Linked DNA regions of Sus scrofa: regions 2 and 3 are each linked to region 1. A link is a contact called in public HiChIP or PLAC-seq data. All regions are on one chromosome and are shown on one strand. The core of a region is the stretch at or near the end of the contact, and the rest is flanking DNA. Distances in the headings are between cores, read along the strand shown. Region 1 has its middle 66 kb from the start of PTPN1. Region 2 overlaps LOC110257431 (a long non-coding RNA gene). Region 3 overlaps LOC110257431 (a long non-coding RNA gene).

Region 1 (4,102 bases), core at 1,358-3,857:
GTTCCCAGGCTAGGGGTCGAATCAGAGCTGTAGCCACCGGCCTACGCCACACAACATGTGATCTGAGCTGCGTCTGCGACCTACACCACAACTCATGGCAACGTCGGATCCTTAACTCACTGAGCAAGGCCAGAGATCGAACCCGTAATCTCATGGTTCCTAGTCGGATTCGTTAACCACTGAGCCACGACAGGAACTCCATAAACAACTTAACTCATAGATAGAACAGATTGGTGGTTGCCAGAGATGCCAGAGGTGGGGGCAAAATGTGTAAAAGAGGTCAAAAGACACAAATTTTCAGTTATAGAATAGATAAGGGATACAATGTATAGCATGACGACTATAGTTAATAACACTGTACTGAATATTTGAAAGTTGCTGAGAGAGTAGATTTTTTTTTTTTTTTTTTTTGTCTTTCTAGGGCATATGGAGGTTCCCAGGCCGGGGGTTGAATCGGAGCTGTAGTCGCTGGCCTATGGTACAGCCACAGCAACATCAGATCTGAGTCACATCTGTGACCTACACCGCAGCTCACGGCAACAACGGATCCTTAACCCACTGAGTGAGGCCAGGGATTGAACCTGCATCCTCATGGATGTAGTCAGATTCATTTCCACTGAGCCACGATGGGAACTCTGAGAGCAGATCTTAAAAGTGCTCATCTTAAAAAAAAAAAAAGTGCGTCTAACTGTGCAGTGACAGATGTTAACTTGTTTTGGTTATCATTTCACAATATATATAAATATCAAAAACACTGTATACCTGAAATTAATATAATGTTATACATCAATTATACCTCAATTAAAACAAACAGGAAAAGAAAAGTCTAGAGTTGTAGTTGGTTTGTTCCCCTGCACAGCTCTGGAGTGACCTATGGGTTTTGCCTCTGGGTACTTGCATGTGCTTTGTCCTCTGACTAGGTAGCCATTCTACCCTTTTGGCCCAATTAATATCCCTTCCTCGTTCACAGTTCAGCTTTAATGTCACCTCCTCAGGGAAGTCTTCCCTGATTTTGCAGACTAGCTTCAATCCCCCTGTCAATGTCCTTACATCATTCATTCATGTTTTTTTTCCTTCACTTAAACATTCAAATACTTGTCCAACAAACATCCACAGAGCACCTTCCCTGCTCTGGGATTTGTTCCAGACACTGGGGACACAGCCCCTGTTTTCATGGAGCTCACCATTTGGGGATCATTCAATAAACAAATAAACAGACAACATAACTTCAGATTGATACACGTATGAAGTAAACAAACAGGGTGACATGGTAAGAGAGTGCCTGGTGGGGGCTTCTCTGAGGAGGTGATGTTTGAATCAATATTTTTTGGGGGCGGGTGTACCACACTCACGGCATATGGAAATTCCCAGGCTAGGGGTCAAATAGGAGCCACAGCTGCCGGCCTATACCACAGAGGCAGCAACTCAGGATCCGAGCCTTGTCTGCAACCTACACCACAGCTCATGGCAACATCAGATCCTTAACCCACTGAGGAAGCCCAGGGATCAAACCCATGTCCTCACGGATACTAGTCGGATTCATTACTGCTGAGCCACGACGGAAACTCCTGAATCAATATTCACATCAAGAAGGAGCCAGCCATAGGAAGATCTGGAAAAGATGAGGGAGAGGGAGCAGCAAGTGCAAAGGCCTTGGGGCAGGAACATACCCGGCATAACTGAGAAACAGCCAGGAGGCCACTGCGGCTGGAAGCACATGGGGAAAAGTGAGCTCAGAAACTTAAGGCGGTGGCAGGTTGTGCAGGGCCTTGAGGCCACACTAAGTCTCAGCTCTCATCGCTATTTGCAGTTCTGCTTTTTCACCACTATTGGAGTGGCGTTTTGCTTTTGATTGTGAGTTCCCCGAGGGGGCAGCCATGTCCCTTCTGAACCCCAAGTATCTGTCGATATGACTCATAGTACATGTAGTTCTCAGGCCAGGGACCCCAGAAGCAAGAATTCTCACTGTTTGGGAGGTGATCCCAGGAAGTAAGAAAATGGGGACATGAGACAGAGAAGAGAAGGCAGCTGATGCAGGGTACCTTTTTGAGCTCCCACTGGGGAGCACTGGGACCAGTGTAGGACATGCCTGCAAAGTATTCCCACCCAAGGGGTGGGAATGTTTTGTTTGTTTGTTTGTTTTTTGTCTTTTGTCCTTTTAGGGCTGCACCTGTGGCATATGGAGGTTCCCAGGCTAGGGGTCTAATAGGAGCTGTTGCTCCTGGCCTATGCCAGAGCCACAGCAATGCAGGATCCAAGCTGCATCTGCGACCTACACCAGAGCTCACAGCAATGCCGGATCCTCAACCCACTGAGCGAGGCCAGGGATCCAACCCGAAACCTTATGGTTCCTAGTCGGATTCATTTCTGCTGCGCCACGATGGGAACTCCTGGAAATGGGTTTTTAATCACCAGCTCCCATGTCGCTGGTTGAGGGCTGCTTCAGGCCTGTCAACTCACAGGCACTTCAGGCCTGTCCTGCATGGGCTTAATAGGCTCTGGTGGCCAGAAGGAGCCCTCAGCAAAGAGGAGCCATTGGACAGTGAGCAGGAGGGCACAGTGTCTATTTCAGTAAACAAATAACAGCTGACCAATAGAATAGCCCAGAAGGAAGTGCCTCTGAACACATTAGCATGGGCACCACTTCCTCTTGAATTTTCAGTGAATCCCCAGAGTGCCTCAGGGGTTAGCTTTTGCTCCAGTCTCTTGGTTTTTGTGTGGCCAGGATGGAAGTTTCTGGAAGGCTGCCCTGCCATCCAAGGAGGCCGGGGCTCACCACATCCTGGGAAACTGGAGAGGAGAAATCTGGATTTTTCTCTAGGAAGCAGTTTCCTCAACAGTCCTGAACAAGGCTTTATCAGCGTTCAGCTGTCTACTCGGGCAGGCAGCCCTGACGGTGTGGGCTGTGCATTCCAGGAGCAAAAAAAAAAAAAAAAAACCCGCCCTCCTTCCCCCGCCTGGGAAAACTGGACTGCACTGGGATGGCACAGTGCCCTCCACCCACCACCCGGAAATGGGCCTGGCTGGCAAGGGGGCGGGTGAGGAGGAAGGCAGAACTGTTTGAACATGTCCCTCGCAGCCTTGGAAGGGGTGAGAGATGGCAGGGGTGAGCTGCAGAAACGTGACGAGGTTATGGTTTCCCCTTGATGCAAATCCTCCTGCTCGTGAATGGGCTTGTGTGGACAGAGACAGGGAGTGACATAAAGATGTGCTGGCGCGGAGACGCCTTTCAGACGAGGAAATCAAAGAATGCTGCCTATTACCCGAAACTGCGCCGGGCACTTGGTAATTGGTGGGCATCATCCCATTAGACCAGGGTTCCTCAACCATGACTATTAACATTTGGGGGAGCACGGGGGGTACAATGTCCTGTGCATTGTAAGATGTTTAGAGGCATCTCTGGCCTCTACTCTCAATGTGCCAGAAGCAGTTTCCCATGCCCATCCAACAATCAAAAGTGTCTCCAGACATGACTACGTGTCCTCCAGGGCATGAAATCACCCCTGGTTGAAAAACACTGCATTAGACCCACAAATACTTACACATGAGGGCTTATTTTGTTCTAAGAGCTGTGTTCAGTGCTTTACATGTCTCAGTGCATTGCGTTTTCACAACAAACTTAGGCTGGGGCTGATGTGGCAGCTCCATATCATTGTGCCCAGGCTGCTAACTTGTTTTCCCCGCCCTACAGTGTTTTCTCATGGTACAGCATGCCTTGACCCCCACATCCACATTATAGCCAGTGGGAAGTGGAAAAGGGAAACGGCATATTTCTTCCCTTTAAAGTACAACCCGGAAGTTATCCATAGCTTAAGGCTACACCCCATTGGTCAAAACTTGGTCACCTGGCCACACCTAACTGAAAGGAAGGCTGGGAAATGTAGTCTTTATAGGGACAGCCCTATGCTCAGCTACAAGTTTGTTGCTATGGAAGTAGAAGAGGAGACTGAGGGACAACTAGGAGTCTTGACTATGTCCCAATTCATAGATGGGGAAACGAAGGCACAGAGTGGTTAAATACCCCTCTAAGGTCACACAGAGAATAAGGAAATAAGGTAAGAAAACGGATATAAAGTACAGGTGCTCAAAGCCAGTCTTCTTC
Region 2 (3,725 bases), core at 802-3,301, 160 kb after region 1:
GAACGCTGAGATAAGAGAAAATAGAGAGGAGGAGGGATGAGAACGTCTTAAAAGAGTCTTTTGGAGGATTTCATTTAGGGCAGCAAGTTCTGAGAGGAAAAAAACAAATAGCCTTGCAGACTCTTAAACCCTCACCTAGAAGACTAGGATGCCATGGGTGCTATAGATGGGAAACTGAGGCCCAGGGAACTTAATAGCTCCCCAAGCCCACACAGCAGAGAAACACAGGTTCATGCACCCAGCCATGCTGACTGCCTCCCAGGCATGTCCTCATCTGCCAAGAGGGAGAAGAATGACAGGTGTCCTTCTGAGGTATCATGGGTCTCAAAAATCCATGAACACTCAGCAAGGTGGCTGAGAGATAGTGAGCGCTCAAAAACGTCCAGACGCAGGGCCTGGGTACCTGGCAGTCTCCATAAGTGTCCGCTACTATTTCTGCAGAGAGGAAACACTCCATGACGGGTGCTCTCATTCACTGAGCACCCACTCTATAACAGGCACATCTCTAATCCAGAACACCTGTTAACCCGCTTAATCCCCACATCAGCCCAGGAGGCCTTATTCATACCCCAGCTTGCAACTTCCATAGTCCCATGTTCAGTGAATCACCCTCAGTGAGCCCCAACTCCCCACTGTGTCCCCAGTGCAATGCCATGGACTTCCCACCACCTCTGCTTGCATGTCTCCTGGGACAGGCAGCTCACTCTCTGAGGGCCATATTTCCAAATTCTTGGCCTATCTGCAGCCCTAGGCAAGCGCCAAGGGTCTCTGTGGGCCTCACTTTCACATTTGTAAAAGGGCATTAATCACAGTCCCACATCCCAGGCTGGTTGTGAAGACCCAGGAAGGCCCTTGGCAGTAGTTAGTGCTCAATCAACATGAAGTATGGTCATTAGCCATTATTGTTGCATGTGGCTGGCTCTGCCACCTGCCTCATGCAGGAGCCCTGAGTCTGTCCACATTTGGGGGCCAAGGTGCCTGAAGTGACCCCGGGTCCTGACCCAGGAGCTAGAGGAAGGGGATAGAGCACCAGGTCTCTTGGACCTGCCTGCTGCCTTGCCCTGCAGCCCCTGGCTCTAGCTCATGCCCCACCCAAGGCCACCACCATCTCTGAAGACCCATTGTTCCTGTCTGGCTCAGCTCCAGGGCCCTGGCCCTGCCCAGGCTCCTACTTCCCTCTAGGATACCCCACCGCCCCTGGGTCTCAGGCCTCCCAGATGAGACCCAAATGAGGGTGCCAAATATGGCTGCAACACAGTTGTGGGAGCATCGAGTTCAAATCCCAGCTCTGCCATTTCCCAGCTGTGGGACCTAAGCATGCCACCTCTCTTGGCTTCAGTTTCCTTCTTTGTTAAGTGGGCTGACAGGGTCTTACAGAGCTATAGTGAGGATCCTGTGCGTTTGAGGATGGCAGAGTGCCCAGCATGTTGTGAGCCCAAGGGAACATTAGTCCCACCTCCTGTGCTCCCTGCAGGCCTAGAAGACAGAGCCAGGAAGAGCAAATGCAGGAGCAAAGAGGAAGCGAATGGCCCTGAAGTTGGGGGGCAGGAACTCGGCGAGCAGAGCACTGGATGAGGAGTCCAAGGCCAGGATCCTGGCTCTGATCCTGCTGTGTGACCCTGGACAGGCTGTGGACAGCTCTGGGCCCCAGATGAGAGAAAAAAGAGGCTGAGATCCTTTCTCCCTCGGAAGCAAAGGAGAGGGGCGGAGTCAAGTTTTTTTTTTTTTTCTTTTTTCTTTTTTCCGTCAGCACAAAGGGCTTGAATGAAAACCAGCTGCAGAGACAGAGAATCCTATTGTGAAGGCACTGGAGACTCCCAAGCAGGCGGAAGAGGCAGCTCTTGGGTGTTAGGCTGGGTAAACAGAGGTTGGGGTATTAGCCAGAGACACTAATAGGCAGGGGACAGCTACCCCTCCCTCAGCCTGCTAACCTGGAAGGCTGGGGCCCTCCCTGGGACATCTCTGGTTCAACCAATATCTCTGCTTCCAGACATGGGCCAGCCCTTTGGGCCTCTCAGAGCCTCCGTTTCCTCATCTGCAAGATGGGCACAGTAACAGCACTTCCCTCCTAAACAGCAAGAGGTGTGTTGAAACAGACTCAGGACAGGCTCCTCTCAGTCAGTCTTAGGTTTAATCCTGGCTCTGCCATTCACTGGCTGTGTGACTTGGGGTATCCACCTGATTGATTGATTTTTGGCTTTTAAGGGCCATATCTGCGGCACATGGGAGTTCCCAGGCTAGCGGTCAAATCAGAGCTGCAGCTGCTGGCCTACACCACAGCCACAACAATGCCAGCTCCAAGTCGCATCTTCGACCTACACCACAGCTCATGGCAACGCCGGATCCTTAACCCACTGAGCAAGGCCAGGGATCGAACACACATCCTCATGGATACTAGTCGGATTCATTACCACTGAGCCATGACAGGAACTCCCGGTGTATCCACTCTAACCTGTCTGTGCCTCAGCTCCCCCCAAGAATAGTACTAACCTGCGGGAAGATGAATGAAAAGGATTCAGCGTGGAGCTCAGAGCATAGTAAATAATACCTATTATTATTATTTTCTTCTTATTATTATTGTCTCACGAGGTCAACCTGCTATGGCCCCATCCTCAGAAAGCCTTCTTTCCTCCGAGAACCATCATCTCAACAATCCCATCATGTACCTCTGAAGTGCCTACTATGTGCCATTCTAGGCAAAGCCAACATTCCAGAAAAGAGATGTAAAATGCAACACTTGTGTCTGAAGGACTTGGCACAAAACCGGTGCCCAGGGATGCTGTTCATCTAACACCTGGCCTCCGTGGCTGCTCTACACTGGGCTCATGCTGGGCCTAGGGACGCAGACCTCTCGGGGGCCCCATTCAGAGGGTCCAGGTGGGGGTGGGAGATTGGCATGTGGAAAAGGCAACATTCTGCGACGGAGGAAGCCCAGGGGGCCTCAGGGGCCTGAGGAGGTCAGGGTGGACTTCCTGGAGGAAGTGGTTATGGGTAAAAATAACATCTATTGAATATTTTCTTTATGTGGCACATAATGTGGACGAGCTTGGCACTGTTCTCTACACTAGCCCTCTGAGGGAGACTTTCTTCTCACATACCCTTTCAATGGGTAAGAACCTGAGACCAGAGAGGTCCAGCGCCCCGCCTGAAGTCACACAGAGATGTGATAAAGCTGAAATTTAACCCAGCAGTCTAACTCAGGCACTGCACTGCTCCCTAGACAGTCTCTCCTGCCCCCAGACCTTTGCTCTGGCTGCCCCTTCTGCCCAGGCCACATTCTCACCATCTCCCCTACGAGAAATCACCCCCAATACAGCCTCCTCTAAAGCCTGCCCTCACTCCACGAAGGCCCCCTGGAGGCCTTTCCACGTGGCAAACAAGGTGGTGGGTGAGGGACTGGGCATTCCTGTCCCTGTCCTACAGACTCCTCAAAGGCAGAGCCTGGGCCTTTATTCATCCTGGTAAAAAGAAAGGAAGAGAACAAGCATTTTCTGAGTCCTCCCTGTGCACCCACTACTCACGAATTTTCACAACTCAGTGAGGTGAGTTTATCCCCATTTCCCAGAAGAGTAAACAGAGGCAAGGAAGCGAGGAGGCCCATGACCCTGCACCACCTCATGCCCCCTCGGCTAAAGGAATGAGGGGCACGGTCTCTGGGTGGGAAGGGGGCTCCAAGTGTCTCTGAGCCTCCGTTTGCCTAGTTATGACTTGAGACCTGCCTCTCG
Region 3 (4,176 bases), core at 20-2,519, 170 kb after region 1:
CCTTGATGGGAAGGAGGTCCCACCCTGTGCCCTCCATCAAAGCAGCTTATTTTCCTTCGTGCACTTAGGACAGTCTCGCTCGTTTGTTTATTATTTGTCTCCCCTGCCAAGTTCCCCCAGAGCAGGGACAGTGACTGTCCTGCTTGCTGCTCTGTCCCAGAGTCTAGCACAGCACCTGGCACACAGCAGACACCAAACAACGTGCTTGGGCACAATTCGAACAAGTCAGTCCCTGCTCTGTGCCTCGGTTTCCTCAGCTGTGAAATGACCATCGTACCCACACTCACCTCACAGAGGTGTTGTAAGAATTAAATGAGTTAGTATTTGTGGGGCCCTTAGAACAAATCCTGGCCCACAGTTGGTGCTCTGCATAAATGTGTAAATAAAAAATATAATAAGTGCATAAAGAGAATTATAGATGCATGGATTGGGAAGTCGTAATACTGCAAATCACCAAGTTGTGTAATCTAATATGCTACGGCTTATGTTTACTTTACTCATTCTCTATTTTACTTTTTCCAACTTTTTATTTTTGACAAATTCCAAACTCAAAGAAAGTAAACAAAACAGCACAACAAACACCTCAATGCACCAGTCACTGACTCTCCCCTTTGTGTGTGTCCCCTCTGGCTAGATAGAACAAGATGAACATCTATATTTTTATTCTCTTATTTTTTCTTTCTGACCCATATGGGAGCCGGTCAAAGACATTCAGATGATTTCCCTCTAAACTCTTCGGCTGCTGTGATTTTTTAAACTCTCTTGCTCAATGAATGAATTCTCTGGAAACAATTGTAACCTATTACCTGATGTTACAAATCTGTAATGCTACAATCCACTAATCTGTGAATCCTTCAGCCTGGAAACATTTGGTTCTAGAAACCACCCTCCGCTGGTTCTCAGAGTCCACACATGCTTGAGGTTCTACCTCTCACTCATCTGGGATTCCCGGAGCCCTGCCCCTGGGGTTCAGGAAATCAGCAAGGCGTTTGGTGCTTCTGAGCCCAGATTCCCACTTCCCAGAAGCCGATGCCCGGGACTGAGCAAGGGGAAAACCCAGCCAGTCCCAGCTCCCAACACAATGCCAAGCCCCAAAGTTGCCAAGTGGCACAGGGGCCTGGGTCACAGGACCAGGGGTGAGACCCTGGCCCGGTCACACTCAGTGGCCCTGTGGGGCCTCCCTGGGGTGCCCAGGCCCTCCACAGGCCAGCCTGGTGAGGGGCAGACAGGAGGCCCCCACCTCCACCCTGCTCATGGAGCAATCCTCTGAGTCACCCCCACCTCATGACTCGCCTGCCCGCCACCACCAAGGCCTGTAATTAAGCCTCCTCCGAGGCTGGGTTTTATCGGCCCATCGGGCAGACCTGGGAGGGGGACGCCCCGGAGGTCCCCCACAGACACAGCCCATCCTGGGGCTCGGTGGCACGCCATCCGGGCGTGCCTCTGCCATAGGTGGCAGCTAGCCCCAGGTCCAGAGGCTCACTTTCCGCTCCCAGAATTCCCACTGTCCATTCCCCGAAACTCTGCCTCAAGTACCCACCATTCAAGCCATTTTCCTACTAAAATGTAAAGTGAGCACTCACATTTCAGAATGAATTTTCCAAAGCCCAGCAAGGGAACCAGCTCTGCTAGGCACCCTAGAGGTTAAGGATGTCTTAGTGGAAAGATGCCTGTGGTGGTGGCGGTCGGACAGGCCTTGCAGTGGGTGCTGGAGAAGAGAGGAAAGACAAGCTATCTCCTTACCTCCTCCCCTTGTCGGCTGCCCTGACCCTGGAGGAAGTTACTCTGCTGCCCATTCTGTAGATGAGAAGACTGAGGTCCTGAGAAGCTTCAGACCAACTCCCATCCTCTAGGGTGTGGCATCGGGGATTGTGCTGATGTTGAGGGAGTGGGTAAGGGCCTTTTCCAGGGAGGGGGATCCCTCCACCCCCAGCAGAGAGGACAGCAAGAGCAGTCAAGCTGCGGTCAGCACCCTGAGTTCAAGTCCCACTTAAAACCCCTGTGCCTCAGTTTCCCCAACTGTCGACTACAGATAAAAAAAAAAAAAAAAAAAACAGCATCTGAATTAAATACAGCACGTAGTGAGATGCCTCCCAAAGACAAGAGTAGGCCCTTTCCCTTCTCCTCTTGATGTTGGCAGATCCCTCCTAACCTGGGTTGATGGGAGGCAGGGAGGCCAAGGTGTACGGAGAGGCTAACTCTGTGCCTCCCATCCCCTCACCCCCACCCCACTACAGGCCCCTGGAGGCTGCAGCGGATCCCTAGGCTGAGCCCCCGCTCCAGGATGGGGTCCCTAGGATTAGCATTCCCAACCCCACACCTGCAAAGACACACAAAGACACATCTCAAGGCCTGCAGCAGGGCTAGTTGCTTCGCAATTATTAATAATTTCCTCCCTCCATCCCCCCCTCCCCCAGACCTGCTCAACCAGTCTCCCCACAGGCAGCAGAGCTGGCCTGACATTTGAACCAACTATTATTCTCTCGCTTCTGAGAGAAGCAAGAGGAAACGTGGGACCTGTGTCTTGATTCTGGGGGTGGGGGAGCACCCAGGCCATCCATAGGTCCCCCTTGATCCTGAGGCCATGAGCACAGCATTCAAGCTCCCCAGGGCAATGGGATCATTGTCCCTTTCCTGAAGACCAGGTAAGACAGAGATCAAGCCCCTGCCAAGGGGCAGACTGGAGAATCCTCTTGAATGGGGGCAGGAGTGTGTGGATGGTTGAGTCAAAACTTGGGGCTGCAGTCATGTCCTGGCTCTGCCTTTATTTGCTGTGTGGCCTTGGACAACTCTTTGCCCTTTGTGAACCTCCATTTTCTCATCTGCAAAATGGGGTGACGAATCCCCACATCGTAGGGTCAGTGGAATTTAAAAAGCCCCAGACCTAGGGCCCACCTATTTCTCTGGGGCCAGGGTCTGCTAATATTCTTACCTCCTGGGAACTCTGCAGGGAGCTGGGCCAAGGTGCGACTCCTGAAACAGAGCCCTGAGGCCTGGGGAAACCAAAACCTCAAAGCCCATTTCCAGCCACATCTCAAATCCACCAATGGGGACAGGCCAAGGTACCTGCCCCCCAGTTACTCCCTGGCTCCATAATTAGCATTTGGGCTTCTTTCTGACAGGCAGTGCCTGCAGCACCCAGCACACAAGGTCAAACCAGAAAGGTCTGGTGCTGCCCAAGGCGCCCACACTGGCCAGAGGAACAAAGGGTGGCTCTGGGGCCATGGGAAACCTCGAAGGCCTCTGAGCATGGACAGGACCTGAGCTGGGAAGTTCAGAAGGTTGAGGATGAAAATTCAGCACCTCACCAGCTCTCCCCCTTACACTTTGGAATATTAGAACAGCCAAGAGTGCAGGCTGCCTGTGTTCAAATCTAGATGTAATACCTGTCGCAAGTGACTATGCTCTGTATGTTGGTTTCCACCTATAAAATAGGGGTGATAATAGCCTAGAAGTGTAGGAAATTTAAATGAAGCAATGACTTATAAAGCAGAGATCGTGATGGTACCTGGCACATAGTAGGTAATTAATAAATGCAAGCTGGTAGTCATTTCTACATCTACCAAGTAGTTTCACTCTTTGTGCTGTTCCCTCTACCTAATCAGCCCATCTCCATGGTCTCATACGAACTCCTATGCATCCCTTAAGACCCCACCTAAATAGTCCCTCCTTTGAGAAGGCATCCCTGACCCCTTATACACACACACACAAACACACACTCACACACACATACGAAGTCCTCTCCTCTGGGCTCCCTGACACCACACATGGGTGCCTCCTCCCATAGCCTGGCCACACTACTAGATGAGCTAGTACTATGGGGTTCACCATTAGATCACCAGTACCTGGTATGAGGCACGTGGGTGGAAGGTGTTCCTTCTCTCCCTTACTCACTCACTCTTTCTCTCCCTCTCACTCCCTCTCTTTCCTTCTTTCATTTCTTTTACAATTTTGACCAAAAGCAGACTCAAAAACCCCCACGGATACAGGAAAAGCTTATAGTTTCCAGGCAAACTTGGAAAATTTTTCTCAGGCCACCACAAAAGCAAAGGACAGTAAAAAGTCCAAAAAGTTAAATTCAAGATTGAAAAGCCCTTTAATCAAATGTATTATAGATTAAAAAAAAAAAGGATAAGGTAAGAAGAAGGGAACAGATCTGTGTGTGCTGATCTGGAA

The links. HiChIP or PLAC-seq counts read pairs in DNA pulled down with a chosen protein or histone mark.
Region 2: a contact with region 1 is called in an H3K27ac HiChIP or PLAC-seq map of alveolar macrophages. The contact joins two enhancer-like sites. A contact is called at or near these places in 2 of 2 datasets of contacts at active chromatin or transcription factors (alveolar macrophages and skeletal muscle).
Region 3: an H3K27ac HiChIP or PLAC-seq map of alveolar macrophages shows a contact between it and region 1. The contact joins two enhancer-like sites. A contact is called at or near these places in 2 of 2 datasets of contacts at active chromatin or transcription factors (alveolar macrophages and skeletal muscle).

What each region holds. Positions count from the first base shown.
Region 1 is chr17:51,949,381-51,953,482 of Sscrofa11.1, reverse strand. No RefSeq gene overlaps it. Among named protein-coding and RNA genes, the nearest start is that of PTPN1, 66 kb to the left of the region's middle. Within about 2 kb of position 2,607, at least 28 of the 83 cell types and tissues checked have an H3K27ac peak or open chromatin away from gene starts, as enhancers often do. A contact at or near this core is called in alveolar macrophages, where this site is marked.
Region 2 is chr17:51,792,982-51,796,706 of Sscrofa11.1, reverse strand. The region is part of intron 1 of LOC110257431 (a long non-coding RNA gene); the gene reads right to left. Among named protein-coding and RNA genes, the nearest start is that of CEBPB, 72 kb to the right of the region's middle. Within about 2 kb of position 2,051, at least 6 of the 83 cell types and tissues checked have an H3K27ac peak or open chromatin away from gene starts, as enhancers often do. A contact at or near this core is called in alveolar macrophages, where this site is marked.
Region 3 is chr17:51,774,039-51,778,214 of Sscrofa11.1, reverse strand. It overlaps LOC110257431 (a long non-coding RNA gene), which reads right to left. Exons shown (of 2, transcript XR_002340007.1): 1 at 1,744-4,176. Among named protein-coding and RNA genes, the nearest start is that of CEBPB, 53 kb to the right of the region's middle. Within about 2 kb of position 1,269, at least 7 of the 83 cell types and tissues checked have an H3K27ac peak or open chromatin away from gene starts, as enhancers often do. A contact at or near this core is called in alveolar macrophages, where this site is marked.